2 separate regions of the Ostrinia nubilalis genome follow, and region 1 is linked to region 2. Evidence: chromatin contacts called from public Hi-C data. All regions are on one chromosome and are shown on one strand. Each heading gives the region's core, a stretch centred on a gene start, on an enhancer-like site or on the middle of the called end of the contact. The rest is flanking DNA. Distances are from core to core; before and after follow the strand shown.

Region 1 (3,412 bases), core at 534-3,033, 550 kb after region 2:
GCAAGAGTTAATCGTAAATATGGAATAATAAGTGTAATCATATTCTCAAAAATTTTATTCACATAAAACATTACTTGAACAGTACAAAGCCTCTTTCCTTGAAAACATAGTACTGATCTATACATAGGGCAACAAATAAATGGGTAATAAATACACCGTACACGGCACCAACGGCACTCATGGACAGTACATTAGCGGTTAGGCCCGTGGCACATAGGAATATTTGTATTGCAAGGTATAATTGTTCGGCTAAATCGTGTACTTGATCCACTAAATACAGCACCACGAACATAACTGACATTATAACCGTCGGGGACACGGCCAGGCAATACATGACGCCCGGTTCAGTCATGATGAACGGTAGGATCATGAGAAGCATTGATATTACCTAAAAGTAAACGCATTCATGTTTTGATTGGATCGAAACATATTCTTACCTGCCTAACTCATTGTTTACTTCAATTTAATCGAAGTTATTCGATTCTCATGTACTTGTTAATCTCATAAAGCAGTTCAAAAACTAAAGGTTAAATGTTTACTACTTAATTTAGATAAATATTTAGCGGATGTAAAATCTAATTTAAAACCGCGGAAAATACAGGAAATTCACAAACTTTTGACATGACATAATATGACAGAATGATCAGCTGATTTATTTGAACGTCTGTCAGTTGATTTATTTGAACGACTGCTAGCCTCCCCTTCAAAAGCGGGACATTCTTGTCTATGATATACACCTACTGAATTTAAAAATTATTTAAGGGCAGGCCTTTACTAGTTAAAATAAAATAAACAAAAGATAAAATAAATTAAATGTATATTAATGGAATAATTACAGTTTAACGTTTACGCGCAACTAAAAGTACATCCTCTTTCATTAGCTATCAGAAATAAATCAAGAGACAATGCAGTCAACAGTCCAAAATACAAAACACCATACAGTAACCACAACCACACCCTTACTAAATTTAATAAAAAACATTGCATAAAAGCACCAAATGTAAACATAATTTGAAAAAATAAGTACATTTTCTCCATGAATAAAGGAACTTTTCTCCGTAAATATAGGGCAATGAATATTAACGATATAATAAGCGTAGGCCCAGTAGATATGCAGTACATGTGTCCTTTTGGCCTTGGTAATATCAGTGGTAATACCGTGATTACTAGAGAAATACCCTACAACCAAGGAAATACAAACAATAAAATTATTGGAGAACGATCTAAATGAATATTGTTCTTCAATCCTCATACGAGGCGAATGAAGGGATTTTTTTTCTATGAAACTCTATTTGCAACTTTGATAATGTAAAATTGAATTAATCCAAAATACTTACAAATTCTACTAGTTTCATGATAAATATGTTGTATTTTATTAATTCATTCCATTTTTTATCTACTGGCACAGAATCTGAAAATGAAATAATTGGAATTGGAGGTCACAAATATAAAGCTCACTCAACCCAGTTATTGATAATATCGTTTACTGACTTTCATCTAATGAATAAGTTACTTTAACGACGTATTGATTAAGTTCTTTCAAGTCTCTCTCTTTTACTTACATTGTTAAAAAATCAACATAGTAGGTAAGTACTTACCATTTATTATCATATCAGACATGTTGAATGAAATTTAAAATTGCGTATGACCTTGTAAAAAAGAAATTAATTGCTTATTACCGAGAAAAACATAGTAATTACAGTGAGGTAAAGTTATTCTCTCAAAAAATATAATTATCTCGTAAAAACATTCAAAAAGTAAATATTTCGTGTATTGTCAGCGACTTGAGTGAAATCAATGTGTCAGGGATTATCCTTTTAAAATATTCTTTCTGACCAGTACTCCAGAAGTCTGCTAAATCCTACGGCTAAATCAGAATATTATGACCTTCATGATTTGGATATTTTACACCGTGCTATCCTAGCCCCGAACTTTTAATATAGGTATTTTATAATACTGAATGGTAATGAACAAACTAAGCAGAGATTTCAAGCAATCCTATCCTATTGGTACAGCTCCGCTCCGCTTCTTGCCTCTCCTCTTCTCCTATCTAGTGGGTATGAATGCAGCCTTATCTTAGGATGAATAAACGAGATCTGTGGCATGAGGCATCCATCTGTTTTGTCTATGGTACACAGCTGTCAAACAAAAATACCTTCTCGTCATATCAGTCGAGCAAGTCTCTCAGTTCGTGAATTTAATTTGATATGCTGTAGTGTTTGTCGATTACTAGCTCATATTAAAATGGAAGAGGATGATCCCATTGTTCAAGAGGTACTGGAAAGACCCGCTTGTAATTAGCAACGTGGTACACCCGATGAGGTTATGTTGTTGTTCATAAAAATGGATTTTAAACTGATTTTCTGTGCTCTTTCTAATTTCAGATCCCAGTTTTTCTATCCCAGGCCCTTTCGAAGAATCTTTATATTTATCAGTATCCAGTCAGACCAGCGAATAGAGATTGGAAAGATGTTAAAGTACTGAATGCCTCAATCAAGCCTAAAAACCAGTTGGTGAGGCTCGAGGTTGAATTAGACACTTACAGCGATAAATATTGTCAATCTAAAGGCGAGCAGATTGCACTAAATACTGATGGACATCAGGTAACATTAATTACTTTGAAAAATTCATAATAAGTACATATTCATACAACAGCATGGTATTATTGTCCAAGTACCTTTAGACAAATATGCCATATGCTGTAGACTGTGTTGTAGATGTTACAGTACTTTTATTCCAAATAAGCCAATAATTTATGGCAACAACAGTAAATTTATGCTTTTTGTAATGAATATTAATAAATTACTGTATATTTTGCTAGGAATCTTCATGGCATGTCAAAGAAAAAGACCGTGCTCAATATTTCCGGCATGGCATCATGGACAAGATAGTGTATGAAAGTAGTTCCCCATGCAGTGAAACGCAGCACTATGCTGTTGCTATATTGCAAGACAAAGAGCTACACTGCACTCCAATACAAGGTAATTTGACTGTTAAAATCTTCTAAACTTGTGTTATTATTAGTTAATGTAATTCTATTGGCTTAGCACATACTTTCCTCCTGTTTATTTGCAAGTACATAAATTATTTATGGTATAGCTGTCAACGTAAAATTGTGAATTCCGTCAGATTATAATCTGACGTAGTTAAATTACAATCTAACCTAACCTAACCCACTGTTAGTTTACAATCTAACGCGTTATATTATAAACTGACAGAGTTTACAATTTCATGTTGACATAGCCATATTTAGAAAATATTGCATCATACACAACATTATTGTTTACTTACAGTAATGCTTCTTATTGAGTAAATTAACAATATTTATGTCAAAAAATACACATAAAAATATCATAAATCTATTAACATTCTTCCTATGTTAATTTCATGTTAACCCTTGAAGTCCTGTGAA
Region 2 (3,549 bases), core at 956-3,455:
CTCCATGAAGTCAGGAAGACCAGCCCCAAAATCAACTGGGTATTTCACCCATTCGAAAAGTTTTATACCATTCATGGATAAAGGAGACTTTCTCAAACAAATCTTGGTCAATGTACACATTGCTTCATTGTCGAATCCGGACTGAAGAACGAAATTAAGGAATGGGGGCAAAATGTGCATGTCAAACTGTGCATAGTCAATGACATTTCTAACAAAGTTAATCAAAATATTTGGGTAAGGCAATGGGAGTAGGACTTTGACAATGATCCCTGCATGTTCCTGGGACAGTGATACATTTGGAGATAAAAGCAGTAGAGCACCAATTTGGGCGCACACTTCGAGTACATTCTCAGAGAACTGTTCACATATAACTTTTACCAGCAAGAGCACAAACTGTGGAGGGTTGGTTAAGTATTTTCCATTCTGGTGTTCAACAACTTGACCTGCAAGCCTCAGAATATATTCTAGCCCTTTACTTTCTTCATCATTCTCATTCAATATTTCTTCAATAAACCTGAGAGCACTAGACCAGAATATTGTGTACTCCTTGTGAGAAATAGTTTGTAGACTGTCTTCAATGGTTTGTGTGAGGACTTTGAATAGCACATCTTGATACTGTTTATCATCTTTGAGTGTCTGCAGTAGTAGTGGTAAGAAGGTGTCTATGCAACTATGGAACTTGTTACCAACTCCCTTTATCATTTCAAATAAAAGATGACCACATCCAGTGATAGCCTGTAAAATACAAAAAAATCAGCTTTACAAAAGATTTTTTTTTAAAAGTTAGTCAGCCTTAGGTTGGTAAGAAACTCTAAGTTGCTAAAAGTAAAATAAATACTTACATCATCATTTATCTTCAAATAATTTAATAAAAGCTCAAGAAACTTCTTTTTATCTCGTATATCTCGGGCAACAAAAGCAAAACTTTCAGCTGCAAAATTGTTAATATACTGAGGATGTTCTTCACTAAGTAACGGAATTATTCTTTTCAGGACAACTGCTATGTCTTTCTTTAAATTCGGTTTTAATATTTTAAAAAGAAACGCCAGGCAAACCAAAGTCCATTCCAGCCTGTCTGCATCTTTTGTGTTTAATAGTTTTATGAGTATATCTAGAAATCTAGGAAACTGTGGGTAGAAGTCGTTGCGTAAATCCTTTGCTAGAGATACCAAGATTCTGAAAACATTAGATACAAATTATTAGTTTTAGTAGTTTTGTAAATAGATGAAAGAAATGGCATAGTAATTAAATATCAAGGTTAATCAAATAATAGGGTTTTATGTAAAATTCTATCCAGGGCAGAAATGTAGCAGCATTTCTGCCCTGGATAGCTGGATGCATGCTTGCATCTTTGCCTTGTTAACACAATTTAGTTTCTTTTATTTCTTAATTTAGTAAACTTAATCCTATATTACTTGACATAAAATAGATAAATCACTTACTCCAATAAAGGCTGTAGACACAACTGATCCTCCAAATTGAGGTATCTCTCTAAAATGTCAAATACTTCTTCTTTTTTGTGAACCAGCTGAGGAACTGTGATGATTCCAAACACATCTTTACGGAACTTCTTAAAGTTTTCTGTCAAGTTGAGAGCGTACCATTTCTGTATCGCCAGGTGAAAATGTGTGTCGTTTTCATCAGGATGCTGTGTGTATGCATGCTCGATGTGGTACAGAGCTGCATGACGGATGTCAATTGAATTGATACGTTCTGCAAATGGTACAAACTGCAAGAAAACATAAATTTGTTAGTGTTTAACCCAGAGAAAACTATATTTTTCTGCCAAGCAGAACATATGAAATATTACACATGTTTCTAATTATCTCTGCTTGTGTTATTGATTATTTAATTTTGTATACCATGTGTTTAAGGTTATATTATTATGAACTTAAATACTTAATTACTATAATCAATTAGCCAAAGTTTATTACTCTGTAAGTTAGAAACACTACTATATTTTTTGGGGATAATTTGGTTCCTCTTACGACTTAATTTCTAAGAACTTAAAACTTTCCTCAAATGTTGTGGTATTTTATTAAGCTTTATTAAATTAATAACCTAAGGTGAATCATTTATATAACAATATATTTACCCGGAATGTGTTTGTAGTTTTATGTTTCACAGGTTTACTCTTCATTTTTGTAAGTTTTTATCACATTAAAGTTTTTACAGAACGTAAACAAACCACACGTGGAGCTCCGGCTGCAAGTGCAACTGTCAAAAGTGTCAAAAAAAGTGACGTATTCAAATTTTAATTTCTCGAAAAAAAAATGCTAGAGACGTGACATCACCGGTGCGCCAAGGATTTGTCCCGGTATCGGTAGGTGACTCCTCATCGTCATAATGGGACAGTCTTTTATTCAATATTTGACTTAGGTTCCAGTACTTTCAGTCCAACTTGTTGTGCAAGTCCACTAAATCGCTTTATACGTGTGTGTGGCTACCATAAGGGTCAAAACGCCACACGAGATGTAAGCGCAGGAATAACAAGTTGAATGTACACTTAGTAGGCAAATAAACAATTTGAATTTGAATTTGACCTTATGAGTATTTTTCTCATAGATTTTCCTTGAAGTTGTCCATGGGCTCGAATTGGTACTGTGATGATCTTATTCAGATTAACAAGGGTGCAATGACCTTAATTAGTTGTTTTTTTTTTAAACAATTTACCGGTTTTTACTTTTTTCGGTTCATCAGTAGCTGTCTCTGTCAGCTGGCGTTCGCCGAATTTTTTTGTTGACAAGTGAATTGAAGTGGTTGGTGTTTCAGATTTATTTAGTTTAAATTGGAAATATTTACTTGTGACTAAATTGAAGCTTTAATAATAATCTTACAGAGTTTATTTATTTATTTGTACCATTATACTGTTCAATGCTTGCCAGGATTGTGAACTCTTTGCCACTCGGCCTATCTCAACAGATAACGAAGCTCTATTTTCAAGGTAAGAATAGAATTTTATCGTATTTGTAAACAAAATAATATTGCAGCTCTAATAATACTTTGATGTACTGAATGTATCTGTTTTATGTTACTATTGTTTATATCCAACAGAAACGATAGAACCGTGTTTTTATACAGTTTGAACTAAATAGTTTACCTTTTTGTATCACGTTTTACACAATAAATAAAGTATATACCTTCCAGAGTGGCATTATTTTGTTTAGACATGTTGTAACAAAATTGGTAAACCATTATGCGACCCTAAGACTGGAAATCATATACAGTGTGTACCATCTTTTCAGTGCTTTTTTGGCTTACCATACCATCAATGATAACAAATGCCAAGTTATCTAGCATTAACACTCCCTCCTCTACACAAACCAACCACTTCAAACATCTCAATTTATTTGAATTGTTCTTATTTAAAATTTTCAGCTTTGGTCCGCAACCAACGTGAAGCTCACAGCGCTATTGAGCATCTCCAGTACAAAAACATGGATGTGAAAATTCTGCCCGCCTTGCAAGACAACTACATGTACCTCATTGTGGATAAGGCCACAAAAGAGGCTGCAATCGTTGATCCCGTGGACCCTGGTGCTGTATTGA

Evidence for each region. A called contact is a pair of places that touch in the nucleus more often than the background predicts.
Region 1: a contact with region 2 is called in a Hi-C map of whole body, with 6 times the contacts expected there. The contact joins the promoter of LOC135074687 here to the promoter of LOC135074845 in region 2. A contact is called at or near these places in 2 of 5 Hi-C or Micro-C datasets (whole body and whole larva).

What each region holds. Positions count from the first base shown.
Region 1 is chr9:13,027,789-13,031,200 of ilOstNubi1.1, forward strand. It overlaps LOC135074687 (alpha-(1,3)-fucosyltransferase 10), which reads right to left and starts at 1,784. Exons shown (of 3, transcript XM_063969054.1): 1 at 1,599-1,784; 2 at 1,338-1,411. All of the region lies in intron 10 of LOC135074686 (multiple inositol polyphosphate phosphatase 1-like), which reads right to left. LOC135074698 (DNA-directed RNA polymerase III subunit RPC5) reads left to right here and starts at 2,134. Exons shown (of 8, transcript XM_063969066.1): 1 at 2,134-2,274; 2 at 2,385-2,603; 3 at 2,822-2,981. The coding sequence starts at 2,245.
Region 2 is chr9:12,477,256-12,480,804 of ilOstNubi1.1, forward strand. It overlaps LOC135074845 (small subunit processome component 20 homolog), which reads right to left and starts at 2,206. Exons shown (of 18, transcript XM_063969227.1): 1 at 2,096-2,206; 2 at 1,443-1,729; 3 at 843-1,176; 4 at 1-735. The coding sequence starts at 2,140. LOC135074675 (hydroxyacylglutathione hydrolase, mitochondrial) reads left to right here and starts at 2,690. Exons shown (of 6, transcript XM_063969041.1): 1 at 2,690-2,759; 2 at 2,886-2,944; 3 at 3,379-3,549. The coding sequence starts at 3,438.